2 separate regions of the Mus musculus genome follow, and region 1 is linked to region 2. The links are chromatin contacts, called in public Hi-C maps. All regions are on one chromosome and are shown on one strand. The core of a region is the stretch at or near the end of the contact, and the rest is flanking DNA. Distances in the headings are between cores, read along the strand shown.

Region 1 (6,990 bases), core at 552-3,051, 220 kb before region 2:
CAACTCTCCCTGGGCCTCATTCCCTGCTATCTGCCCAAATAAGGTAGCGGTGGTGGTGCTGCTGGTGGTGGTGGTGGTGGTGGTGGTGGTGGTGGTGGTGGTGGTTGTGTGTGTGTGTGTGTGTGTGTGTGTGTGTGTGTGTGTGTGAGATACATCTGCCCCACAGAATCGGATACAGCAACTCAGATTTACTCCCAGGCTTTGTCTACACCTTCCAAACTAACCATTTCTTCACCCATAACTACAGCCAAAGTGACCGTGCCTTAGCCCAGGTCGAAAGAGGTAACAATGTGGAATTTTGCTATTTGCTATTGACCAGCACACTTGGCTGAGAGTGCGGATTATACTTTTAGGACAGGCAGATGGGATCCATGCTAATTTATGATAAAGCAACATTACCGCCCTTCTATTTTAGCTTTTCACCAGAATTGTTATGCTAACACCAGACACCCTGATAGTTCCTCTTTCCTTTCACTTCCAGATACTTGATTAATGGACACTTTTAGCTTTCTTTAACTGCTACCAGAGACCAGGGAGAGTCAAACATACCACTTAGAAAGTCTGACTTATCATCACTTTGAAAAGGAGAAAACAAAATTTCTCATCCAGTTCCTTAACTGGTGTCGAGGCAGTGTTACAGGAAGTTTACAGAAAGTCTGGACTGGAACATAAGGAAGCCCACTATATGCAAAGTTAGGAGAGGTTTTTAGAGCCCCCCAAAAAAGGGGTGCCACCAGACTCTGCCTGTCACTTCATGTCATTTTGGCTACTTTGGAAAGTGGCTCAGAAGTCACAGAACAGAAGTGAAAGTAAAGCCAAATCTCAAGCCACAAATCAACCCTGATGTCTATAAGGAGGGAGAGGTTGCAGGGAGCGGGACACCACCAGAGTCCTCTCCAGACAGGAGGGGGTTTTCAAGGCCCCTGGGGAGATGGCTGTGGATTCTTAAATGCCATTTCTGGAAAATGTTTATTGAAGTGCGAGCTCTTGTGACATCCTTCAGTTTCTTCACAGTGTAATTAGGAGGCATAAAGAACAGGAGTGCTCGGTAATTTTCCCAGCTTCTCACCCTAAGTCTCTTGTTGATTGAATTCTTGGTAGACACTCGGAATCTACCATTGTTGGAAATTTATAGTGCATCCCTCTCCCCCTCCCATCTGTCTCTGTCTTTCTGTTTCTCTGTCTGTCTCTTGGTCTGTCTCTCTGTCTCTCCCCTCTCTCGTTTTCCTTTTTCTCTTTTTTCTCTTCTTTTTGTCATTTTGTTTTAATGCCCAGAAATAAGAACTTAGGATCAAGAGGTATTTAAAGAACTTGTATAAACTAATTTTCATATAGCAATGGCAAGCACATATTTCTCCTTGAAATACGCACACAAGACTTGAAGCCCCAGATGTATTTACAGCCTTTTCCTCCGACCCATTCCCACGAGTGCCATGACTATACATTCTAATGAGCTCTTTGGCATTCCACTCATGTACCGCTGGCCTCAAAGAACAGAACCTGAATGTCCTCGCTGTTTATGAACAAGCCCTGACTCACCAAGATTTACAAAGCAATCAGCCGTACAGAGTTAGATTTTTCTACCTATAGAGAATTCTATGCAGATCTGGAAAAAACAAAAAACAAAAAATAAAAACACACACCACCAACCACAACACAGCACACAAAGCAAGACTACATTTAAAATATAACATTTTCAACCTGGAGAAAGAACTAGAAAGAAATAACTAGCCACAAAGAGCTTTGCCGTATGCTTGGACAGCTCTGTTTCTAGTTCTTTTCCAGAGAGGTTTGATCAGACAATACAGGGCCAGGAAGAGTCTGGCACCTTCTATAGATGTACGTCATGTCTTGGATAGGATCATGGGTCTGAACTCCTGGGACAAAAAGGGGGTCGTAATTGATTTGTGCTCAAATCTAAGAATGGCAGCAGAAAGGGGCTGCATGAGGATGGAGTGTTGGGAGAGGTAACTCCATTGAGAAAGGAGTGGACTGGGGTCTTCATATACGTGCATTTGCCTCAGAGCCTGTTGGACCAGAATGGGGCTCAGATTTTCCTTGTGCCTTTTACTTCAGTCAGTCTTGTGTGGCCTTGAAAGCTCTTCAGAGGAGTGACATAATCCTCATGTGTGGTAGGAGCTCGGACACAGTCAGTAGGAAAAGGTGTCTGTGATGGGGAGGGCTCAGGGAGAATTTACAGGCCTGTGGAGCGACCCCCTGGAAGGCTGAGTATTGGGAATGGCACCGGCTTGAAGGCTGAGAAGGTAGAGTGGCCTTTAAAGGAAAATGGGTCCTTAAGAAAATGAAGAATCCTGATAAAGGGATGGGCTGAGGGCCACACAGGGGGACCATAAGCTGTAGGGAAGGGCCATACAAGGGAAGGTAATGCCACACAGGGAATGAGCAATGTGATCATCCTGTAGGAGGCAGCAGGGTATCTTTTTTTGCCTCAGGGTAGAGGTTTAAACTCTGGGGAGGATGGTAAGTAGTCAGGGTTACTGTGACAGGAGGTAATCAGCTGTGATGCACAAGTGTGCCTTAGAGAGAAGGATGGAGAGGGAAGAATTGGAGAGATGTAGACAGGCTCAGGAAAGGAGAGAGCGGGAGAATGGAGCTAATGAGTTTTGTAGACCGACAGGAAGGAGATGATGGTGAGGTGAGGGCCAGCAACTGTGACAGTGACAGGCTTCAGCGTGGTCCTTCCACGAGGGCATTCTAGAAGAAGGGCAGATCGAGATCCAGAGGATAGTTACCCTTCTTCCTACAGCCCTTTCAGAGACAGGGCACAGGTTGCAAGAATGTCTGAAGAAAAATGAAGGAGGCTGTAGGTATCCGAGAAGGGTCACTTGTAGCTAGACTTCCCATTCATGCTTAGCATTGCTCTGTTAGTAACGGGAGCATGAGCACTTTATTACAGTCTGCAATTGCTAAAGGATTTTCTTAAAAAAAAAAATAAACAAAGTCTGCCTCCTCTATCCACTCTCCCAACCCTCTCCACCCGTCCAAGTCAATCTACCAAACCAGATAAAAAGTCACAGAGATGAGGTCCTCTTGGGTAACACAACACAAAACTATATCTGGTTCATAAAGCTAGCTAAATACACAGTATCAGAGGGTGACAGCTTGTTTATGGAAACAAGTATGTAAATGCAAAATCCACACATTTTAACAAGAGCAGCCCTGACATACAACAGGAAGCCTACTCGCCGCATTAAAGTAATCCAATCACCCATGAGCTATAATCACGCCACACACTGAAGGAACAGGCAGACTTGCATAGAGTTTACTGTCTCAAGAGGAAAATCCCAGACACATCTTTCAGTGGGATGTGACTAACTGTACTGTAGGGAGCTGTACCGGATGATGGGAGCCCACCCAAAGGGGGCTTCAGAGGGGTGACATGAACTAGGTCACCCTAAGGGTGGTCAGTCAAGTCAGGCTTGTCTCATCGCTGAAGAGGGAAGGGAGGTGAAGGAGTGACACAGGGAGGTGGGGAGACTGGGATAAAGGGACAGGAAATGAAACCAGGCAGGCCATTGAGAAGAATAAGGAATGTAGCCTGCCAGGGAAGGAACCAATAAACTTCTGATGGAGAGGAAGTCTCATCGGTTTCCAGGACACTTCCCTGGCCAATGGTTCAAAGGATACCATGCCTGCTTTCAAGGAATGCCTGCGAGATATGACACCAGTGCTTCTTATCCCTGCTTTTACAGCCCTGAGAGACAAGCTTTGAAGTTCTACAAAGTAATTACTGGTTGTTTCTTTTTTTTTTTTTTTTAAGACTCTTTTAGAAGAGAGTAGAATGGCCCAAGGGTTGTCACCAATGTGTGAAAAGGTTTCCTAAAGGCAAGGGGTGTTTCATGGTGACTTCCATTTGGTCTGATGTGTATGTAGCAGCTATGCTTGGAACCTTTAAGGAAACTGAAGCCAGACCCTGGGAGGCACCCCTGAGGTGCCCTGAAGCTCCAGCCGGGCAAGGCCAGTGCAGGGGCACACACTGGCCAGGCCACCCTTCAGGGAAGATAAGAGTTTGCATTGGTACTAGGTTGGCTCTCAAGCTGTTTTAATTAACCTCACAACTGAGGCCTGACCATAAGACCCTAACTGAATAGACACATGTGGGAGTTTACATTTGGGACACTGTGTCCCTCACAGAAGGATCCCTTTCAACTCTGTGGTGTGGGGAAAGAATTCTGGGAAATCAAAGTTTCTCGCCATTCTATATTTCTAATGGTGTCTTAAACTCTCAGTGTTTGGGGGTGCGCTTGACCTAACATATACTAGGCAGGCATTCCGCCGCTAATCTATGTTCCCACCCCTTTAAAACTAATTTGCTTCTGCGCCTAGATCTCCCCCTCACACGCACAGGAGGAATAAATTTTAACAAAACAAACCCATTTATGTGCCTGTGCTTGATTTAGGGTTATTTATTGAAAGAAAAGGACATTAGTTAAAACTGCCTTATTTTCTCAGTTTCTCAAATTATCCCACCCAAACGCTTGTAAATTCTCAGCACGTGGTTGAGTACGGCTGTGTTTTTATTAATGTACTAACTACACTGACTAATATACAGGGATCCCTTGTATGACCCCACTTTTATAGGTCTCAAAACACAATTTTACACTTATCTTAACTTTCACAACATTGCCGGCTCACCATGACTTACTGACACCGAGTTCCTAAGCACCAGGAATGAGGGACTCCGCAGTCACACATTACTCTAGGGAAATGTGAATATTCCGCAACAGGCCACTCCATGGCTGAGTTTGGGACAGTGAAAGAGAAGGAAGCTCTGTGGCCTGAGCTTTGAAGCCATCACTACTCAATGCCAAGAACTGCCTGGGTGCCTAAAGGAACTAGAGATCTAGCCCAACAATAGTCATTATTAATAAAAAAATGGACAGGATAAATTCATATTCAAAGAATATGGATGGCCTCTTTGGAAGTCACACTCGAAAGCCTTTTGCCTTGTTGAGTGAGATTTCCTGGGAAAAGTTAATCCATCCGGGGGAGGATTTTGTAGACTATTAGCAATGCCATCCTCTGTCTTTAGGTCCCAACCACCCACATCAACCACATGGAATCCTCTTTTGCTCTTGGGGAGAAAACTCAGGGCCTAATGCATGACAGGCAAGGGCTCTACCAGTGGGCACTGTACCCAGCCACTTCCCCCCTATACCCAGAACACCCCTCCAACTCCTGATTTATTTCTGGCTCATTTCCACAAAGGCTCCAAATGCAAGATAAGCCACATGGCAAAGAGAGAAACACTCGGGCTTATGGTGTCAGAGTTCAAAGCCCGATTCAAATCCTGTCTCAGCTGCTGCTTGCGACTTAATCTGGAGTTTTCATTTCCTCAGCCATAAGTGGGTATTGATAACAAAACTCATCTGCCAGCAGTTTCTAGGGAATATATGCAAAGTATCCAATGTCTTGTCTCTAGTACTTAGAAACTAGACACTAGTGTCATCTTGAGGCTGGTGGCACCATCTGATGGGCCTGGTGGCCTTGGTGCCAAGTTGTCATATCTACATGGTTAATAGATTTTAATAGCTCTCTGGTTACCTTCTTATTTTTCTTAGATCTTTGCTCAAGTTAAACCAACCTGATTTTTCTTTTAAGCAAAAGTAAGCCCTTCTTCCTTTTATCCCAGTGTTGTGTGCCCCTGCTTGTTGAATGTATTGCCTAGCAAATCTCCTGACCTTCCCACTCATGAGTAATGGCCGCATGTCTTCTAGTCTTCATGTCTTCACGTCGGACAGTGGGCTCCTCAAGAGCAGCTGTTTTATCCTCTGAAGCAGCATTGCTGGTGCTTGGTGGATTCTTGATGTTTGGTGAAAATAAATGAAGAACTGGTGTACTTTGCATTTTGAATGTTGGGTCAGCCAGGGTGAGGCAGCTTCAACATCCACCCGTATCAGCAAATGAGAAAGGGCAACACCCCAAACAATACTGATGGGGTGTCGAGAACCAGCAGGAGAGTTTCAGCTGGCTGGCACCCAGGGCACGCCATACGGTGTAAGGGACAGAAAGCATTCGTTGCTTGGAGTTAAGTATTTATCACACACTCCCACATCCAAAGTGTCCCACAGCTTATGCCCATTAGGCAGCTCAGGGGGAAAGGTTTGAACGCCCCATGGTGAAGTGGAAGGAAACCCCTGCTAAATGAAGAGATCTGCGATGTTGATCAAGTTCATAACACTCACCAGAAGCCTGCGTTTTTAATTTGTGAACAGTTTCCACATCCGCTGACTATGCTTGCCTTGTTCACGCAGCTGTGTGAACATCTCTGCAAACCCCCAACTATCAATCAAAGGGCAACGACTAGAATTTTAATCAAACGCAGGAGCTCCTAAATAGAACAGAGAGGCCTCCAGTTTGAAAGGTGCAGCAACATTGACAATGCCTTGAAGCTGATTGCCAAACCTTTAAGGTCTATTGCAGTCTATCGTGAATGCCATAAGAGAGAGGGTGTCACCCATACCTCAATCTGGGATACAGTATTTGGTTCTTGTAGGTACATGATAAACATTTGCTGAATGAATGAATGAATTGATAATTAATTAATTAATTAATTAATTAATTAAGCTAATTCAATATATATTTAAAAAACAACTTGTCTACTGTTCTTGTAGTCATTACATAGTCAAAGGGCAATCATAAAAAGAAATAAAAGGAAAGAGATGGTAGGGAATCTTATCCATGTTAAAAAACCAAAAAACCAAAAACCAGTTCTTTTTCCTTAGAGTTGGTTCTAAGATTTAGTGGCTCTGAAGAAAAAAACCTTGGTTTTATAGGGATTGGAGTTCTAGGCTTCGCTGATTTTGAGCTTGGAAACTGGCCACTGGCGTGGAGCTACCCCTGCCTTGCTCTGAAGTTGCTCCATCTGAGCACTTGAAGCAGGAACGGTCTACATTTTGCTTTTACATTACCACACATTGGAACAATGGAACAAGATGTAGCACATAGTCTGTATATAATAAATGGTTG
Region 2 (6,853 bases), core at 500-2,999:
TGATTTCAGCATTTCCCAATAAGACAGATCTGAATACAATACTTTACTTCTTCATAAAATTGATTATGTAAAACCCATCATTTGGGGGATAAAAATCTAATTCAATGTCAGCAGAGTATTATTAATCATTAATCATGCTAGCTTTTAAAACACATACAGAATAGTGCATCTTGTTACACCGTTTTCATGTATCTTCATTCCTGTTGATCCTCCTCCCCCCAGCCCTCTTCCCCATTCCCTCTGTATAATGGACTTCTGATTTGAACTTATTATTGTTCATTTTGATTTTACCATAAAATAATAAAACTTGGCAGAACTATGAATGGCCCAGCAAAAATATCCAATCCTCAGGGTTCATGTTGGCTAAAATATATCTAGACAAGATCATCTAGCCCAAAACACTGGGCAAAATGAGGGTGGTGTCCACACTGCTCCTCCTGGTTACTTCTGCTTGGCTACAAAAATGCCATAGGTTTTCCTGTACTGCCACCTTGTGGCCATAATGAGCATAGCTTTGAATAAGTCATTTAATGTACTTTGGATGTAAACAGAGAATTTAGGCTTAAGATTCTCTCTCTCTCTCTCTCTCTCTCTCTCTCTCTCTCTCTCCCTCTCCCTCTCCCTCTCCCTCTCCCTCTCCCTCTCCCTCTCCCTCTCCCTCTCCCTCCCTCTCCCTCTCCCTCTCCCTCCCTCTTTTCTCTCCCATCTCTCTTCTCTCCCCTCTCCTCCTCTCTCTTTCCCTTTCTCTCTCATCTCTTTCTCATCTCTCTCCCCTCTCCTCTCTATCCCTCCCTCCCTCTCCCATCTCTCTCTCCTCTCCTCCTTTCTCTCTCTCTCTCTCCCTCCCTCTCCCTCTCCCTCCCTCTTTTCTCTCCCATCTCTCTTCTCTCTCCCCTCTCCTTCTCCTCTCTTTCCCTCTCTCTCATCTCTCTCCCCTCTCCTCTCTCCCTCTCTCCCATCTCTCTCCTCCTCCTCCTTCTCTCTCTCTCTCTCTCTCCCTCTCTCTCTCTCTCTCCCCTCCCCCCCCCCACCCCTGCATAATGTCTGGTTGCTGGTCTCTGAATCTGTTACCATCTGCTGCCAGAGGAACCCTTTCTGATAAGCCTTGGATAAAGCTCTGATTTATAATTGTAGAAGATTATCATTAGAATTGTTAGTTGGTTGGTTTGTGATCAGTAGTTGTTAGATTTTATTCTAGGTCTTGTTTGTTTGTGATCAGTAGCTGTTTGGTTTTATTCTAGGTCTCTGAGCTATCTAGTCTCTGGTTCTCTGTTACCCAAGCAGTGTTTTGTGTGGGTTTCTTCTGGAGTGGGCCTTAGGTCCAATCAGACACTGGCTGGTTGCTATGCCCACAAGTCCTGTGCTACCATTGCCTTAGCATATTCTGCAGCAGGATAGATTGTAGGTGGAAGGTTTTGTGGCTGGGATGGTGTTCATGTTTCTCTCTAGGTAGCCTGCAGAGTGTGTTCCTTTACCAGAGAGACTAGAACACAGGGGTTAAGACTCCACACGGGCACAGCTTGGCTTCTCCATGCTCAATGAGTTGTGTGGGTGTTGTCTTCAGCAATGTGGCCCTGTTGCCAGTTTTCAGAGAGCAACCTTTTGTCTCAGCATCAGTGTGGGGTGTTTGGGGATTTCCATGGGACCCCCTTGGCCAGCAATTCAGGTGAATACAACCTAGTCCTGCCACTGGATGCCTCACCTGGGTACAAAAGATGACCAGCTGAGACTCTGCACCCCTCATTACTAGTACTCATTAGGACCACCTAAACATGCAGGTCTCCATCAAATCCCTCCCTTCAGAGCTCAGGGGAGCCGGTGGAAGAGGAAGCAGAAAATGTAAGAGCCAAAGGGGGTGGAGGACACCAGGAGAAGAAAGCCCTTTGAATCATAATCAAAGTGCATACGGGCTCCCAGAGACTGAAGCAGCAGTCACGGGCCCACAGTGGTCTGCACTAGCTATCAGCTGAGCATCTTTATGGGATTCCTGACCATGAGAATGAATGGGCCTGTGACTCATGTGCCTGCTCTTGGGACTCTCTTCCTCCTGTGGGGCTGCCGTGTTCAACTTCAATATGATAGCTTTTGTTTCATCTTATTACATTTTGTCATGTTGGTTGTTGTCTCTTAGAAGCCTGTTCTTTTCTAATGAGAGTCAGAAAGGGAGTGGGTCCGGAGGCGAGGGGAGGGGAGGGGAGGGGAGGGGGGAGGGGAGGGGGGAGGGGAGGGGGGAGGGGAGGAGGAACTGGGAGGAGTAGAGGGAGGGGAAACTGTAATCAGGATATAGTGTATGAGAAAAGAATCTATCATTTTCCTAATTTTAAAAATATTATTTACATCGGTGTTCTGCCTCCAGGTATGTCTGTGTGAGAATATCAGGATCCCCTGGAACTGGAGTTAAAGACAGTTGTGAGCTGCCCTGTGGGTGCTGGGATTTGAACCCCAGCCTCCAGAAGAGCAGTCAATGTTCTTAACTGCTGAGCCATCTCTCCAAACCCAGCATCTTTTTTTTTCAATAAAAGAAAACAATGGGGGGGGGAGCCTAAATTTGTATTTAAACATCCGAATGCTAGATATTTGAAGGTTTTCCTGAAACTATTAGAGACATTTTTGTTCTATTAGTTATATATGAGTCTCATTATATTTTCATATGCATATAGAGTGTATTTTGATCACATGGCCCTCTCCTCTCTCTTCTCGCCCTGTCCCCATCACTTCCTTCTTCATCTTTTCTGTGCTCTAAAGAGTTTAACTGGCTTAGCTTACGGAGCACGGCTGAGAAGTACTACAGATATTTTCATTTCACTCAAAGCAAATAAACCCACGAGCCCACGTTTTAAAAATGCTTTTGGCCCCATCGTTCAGATTTCCAGTTAAACAATTCCCTTGTTAACACTCAGCACCACTGGCCAGGCTCACCGTGTAATACCCCGAGTAACCTCGGAATTCTCCAGAGGTCATCACGGGACACAGCCCCTCAACCTTGAGCCAGAACCGTGGGCTGAGGCAATCTTCTTTTGTCTATAACTTAAAACACAAACCAAAACAAAGAACAAAACCCAAACAGGGCTGGCGAGAGCTCAGCAGTTAAAAAGCAGGTGCTGCTCTTGCAGAGAACCCGTGTTCAGTTCCCCGGCATCCATGATCTTCTCCTCTAGTCTCTATGGGCTCGCATGCATACACAGACACACATAAATAAAAAAAAAAAATCATTTTTCTTTACTTTTTTTTAAGATTTATTTATTTTATATATATGAGTACACTGTAGCTGTACAGATGGTTGTGAACCTTCATGTGGTTGTTGGCAATTGAATTTTAGGACCTCTGCTCACTCAAGTTCCTGCTCCCTCCGGCCCAAAGATTTATTATTATACATAAGTACACTGTAGCTGTCTTCAGATTCACCAGAAGAGGGCATCAGATCTCATTACGGATGGTTGTAAGCCACCATGTGGTTGCTGGGATTTGAACTCAGGACCTTTGGAAGAGCAGTCAGTGCTCTTACCTGCTGAGCCATCTCACCAGCCCCAACAAATCATTTTTCAAAAAGAAATTAAAAATCTCTACCCTCAAAAGTGCAAATAGCTCTTGACCCTTCATCTTACGGGAGACTGAATGTGCCATCTTACCATAAATGACACCATTGTGGGTTGTGAGCTATGAGTTAGGAACTTGGAGGTTTTTTTGTTTTGTTTTTTGTTTTTCTTTTTTCTTTTCTTTTTTTTTTCTTTTTGGTTTTTCGAGACAGGGTTTCTCTGTGTAGCCTTGGCTGTCCTGGAACTCACTTTGTAGACCAGGCTGGCCTCGAACTCAGAAATCCTCCTGCCTCTGCCTCCCAAATTCTGGGATTAAAGGCGTGCGCCACCACACCTGGCTTGTTTTTTTGGTTTTTGTTTTTTTTAAGGTATTCTGGTAAGGAACCTGGTCTGGTTTGGGGTCCGCAAGATGTTCAGCAAGTAAAAGTGTTTGCTGTTTAGCCCAAAGACCTGAACCCACAGAGTGGAAAGAGAGAACTAACTCTCAGAAGTTTGCTCTATGTTCTCCAAAAACATGCCACGGTGCACACACACGTGTATGCATGTGCGCACACACACACACACACACACACATACACACACATACACACTTTACCTTTTGAGGGAGGGGCAGGATGTAGCTATGTTGCTCAGGCTAGTCCCCAAACTCCTAGGCTCAAGGGATGCTCTTCCTCAGACTACCAGGGTGTGCACTATGCTCAGCTCTCAATTTGAACAGTTTAAGTCACATCGAAAAGGTTACTCAAGACATGGCCACATGCACAAAGTCCTACATGTATTCTTCTTGCACAATCCTGTGGGAGACGGGTGGCCCTGACATCCATCCCACCCTGCAGAACTGGGTGTGTGTGTGTGTGCACACTTGACACCAGGCAATCAGATTACACAAGGAGTTCACGGTAGCAAAAGCATGCCTGTCTCCCTGAGGATGATAACCCCAGTTGAAAAACCAATCAGGTAAACAAAGAAATGCTTTAGAAAGACCACACCATTCGAAGAGGAAAAAAAAAAAACTGTGTCAAATTAGCGGCTGGGTCATTATCTAACACGGTAGATGGGCAGGAAACTGAGTGTGGTCCAGATACGCTGAGGTTTTAGAGAACATAAAAATAAGTAGACCCATCTGCAACCCTATAGGAGGAACAACAATATGAACTAACCAGTACCCCCGGAGCTCGTGTCTCTAGCTGCATATGTAGCAGAAGATGGCCTAGTCGGCCATCATTGGGAAGAGAGGCCCCTTGGTCTTGCAAACTTTATATGCCCTAGTACAGGGGAACGCCAGGAACAAGAAGTGGGAGTGGGGGGGAGGGGAGGGGGGACTTTTGGGATAGCACTGGAAATGTAAATGAAGAAAATACCTAATATATCTAATAAATAAATAAATAAAAATAATTAAGTAATTCTGTAAGAGGGCCTGTTGAGGATAGGATAACACAGGGGCTAGGAGTCAGGGGAATTGGTCAGTAGTGTCTGCTATGACGTGTAAACCTGATTACTAGCATCATGTAAAGAGGTGAGCGTGGGGGGGGGGGGGCACACTGGCTGAAAAGCCACAGCCAACTGCTCACTGACCAGCCAGTGTACCTGTAACCAGACAACCCCAACTCCCACTGAGAGACCGCTCTCAGGGAACACGGTTGAGAGTACTTAAGGACAACATCTGAAGTTATCATCTAGCCTACACACTCGCACACACTTATACACTCGCACGTGCACACAGGCACGCGACCCACACATACACCAGATGACCTTTATGATATTGGCGACTAAATAAGTGGTACTAGTTTCAGCTGCAAATTGAAGAAAATTAGAAGTATGCTAGAATTAACAGCCAGGAATTCAGAGGAGTCTCGATCCTAGGGCAAGAACTTTAAAAAATTGTATTATAACGATAATGTAGTCATTCTTGGAAAGCTTGGGAAAGGAGATTATAAAGTTAAATCAATTATAAGCTCAATGGCTAGAAGCAGAGAGGGAACTGTGTTTTTAAGAATAAAGATAAAGGGCTGGGCAGTGGTGGCACACGCCTCTAATCCCAGCACTTGGGAAGCAGAGGCAGGCAGATTTATGAGTTCGAAGCCAGCCTGGCCTACAGAGTGAGTTCCAGGACAGCCAGGGCTACACAGAGAAACCCTGTCTGGGGGTGGGGGTGGGGCAGGTTCGGGGAGGAATGAATAAAGATAAGGGTATGCTGGGCTCAATGGATAAGAGCATTCTCTGCTCTTGCAGAGATCCTAGATTTAATTCCCAGCACCCACAAGGTGGCTCTCAGCCACTGTTAATTCATTCCAGGAGATCCAATACGCACATACATGCATGCTGAGAAAAAAAAAAAAATCACACACAAGGCTAAATAATCTAAAAAGTAATAACAGAGAAAAACAATAAAGATACAAGGCTGGTTATGGTGACATATGTCTTTAATCTCAACACACAGGGAGTCGGGGGCAAATGGATCTTTGTAGGTTCTAGGCCAGCCAGGGCTTCATAGTGAGAGCCTTTTTAGAAAGAGAGGGAGGGAGAGAGAAAGAGGGAAGGAAGGAAGAAATGAATTTTAAAAAGAAAAAGATAAAAAGAAGTGTGAATTTTACTGGGATATCCAAGCCAGCATACTGGAAGGATCAATCTAAATGAGAGGCCATGAAACTTCAATGTGTCTTTGCTAGGCCCATTTATGCCCAGGAAAAAATCCTATCCTGTATCTCCATTTGCTTTGGTGTGAATATTGGACACAACACCGACTAAGCAAGGAATCTTCCTTGGGCAGGCAGCTTGACCATGTGTCAGTCTTCCATGTTAAATACCAAGATCATACAATGTACTCATTTTTTTTTTCTTTTTTCAATGTAGTCATTTATGGAGCATACTTGGAGTAGAGCCAACACTTCACCTGGCTTTAAGGACGCGCACACACACACACATTTTAGCCAGCTATCTCATGGGGTTCTTTCGTGAACATTTCTCCGTGTCTCTGTGTGTTTAGGCAGCCCGGGTATTATCTGAATAGTCTATGAGCTCAAGGGACCCAATTAGACATTAGGGGCATTTGTTTAAAAGGAGAGATTTCTAGCATCAGATACCTCTGTCAGCTGAAAACATGAAATCCCCTCCATCACCCAAGAATAGTAGTGCCATGTTACAGAGAAACGAATTAAGGGAATAAGCTCATGTATAAATCTCTGACAAACTAAGATGCCAATCAGAGGGTCTGCTGGAGAATCCTGGTCCTCTGAGTCACCTCATCGCAGAGGGATCTGCCCTCCCATGGCCTTGGATGTGGACAGAACTGCATCTCTCACTGGAGGGAAACTGGT

What was found. A called contact is a pair of places that touch in the nucleus more often than the background predicts.
Region 1: a contact with region 2 is called in a Hi-C map of the N1E-115 cell line, with 9 times the contacts expected there. The contact joins two enhancer-like sites. A contact is called at or near these places in 8 of 484 Hi-C or Micro-C datasets (the C2C12 cell line, the N1E-115 cell line, embryonic stem cells and 5 more), 2 of 115 datasets of contacts at active chromatin or transcription factors (differentiating embryonic stem cells and stem cell-derived neural progenitor cells) and 2 of 9 other capture datasets (embryonic stem cells and liver).

Annotation. Positions count from the first base shown.
Region 1 is chr5:66,912,977-66,919,966 of GRCm38.p6, reverse strand. All of the region lies in intron 3 of Limch1 (LIM and calponin homology domains 1), which reads right to left. Among named protein-coding and RNA genes, the nearest start is that of Gm52776, 22 kb to the right of the region's middle. Within about 2 kb of position 1,801, at least 44 of the 459 cell types and tissues checked have an H3K27ac peak or open chromatin away from gene starts, as enhancers often do. A contact at or near this core is called in the N1E-115 cell line, where this site is marked.
Region 2 is chr5:66,690,922-66,697,774 of GRCm38.p6, reverse strand. No RefSeq gene overlaps it. Among named protein-coding and RNA genes, the nearest start is that of Uchl1os, 18 kb to the right of the region's middle. Within about 2 kb of position 1,749, at least 2 of the 459 cell types and tissues checked have an H3K27ac peak or open chromatin away from gene starts, as enhancers often do. A contact at or near this core is called in the N1E-115 cell line, where this site is marked.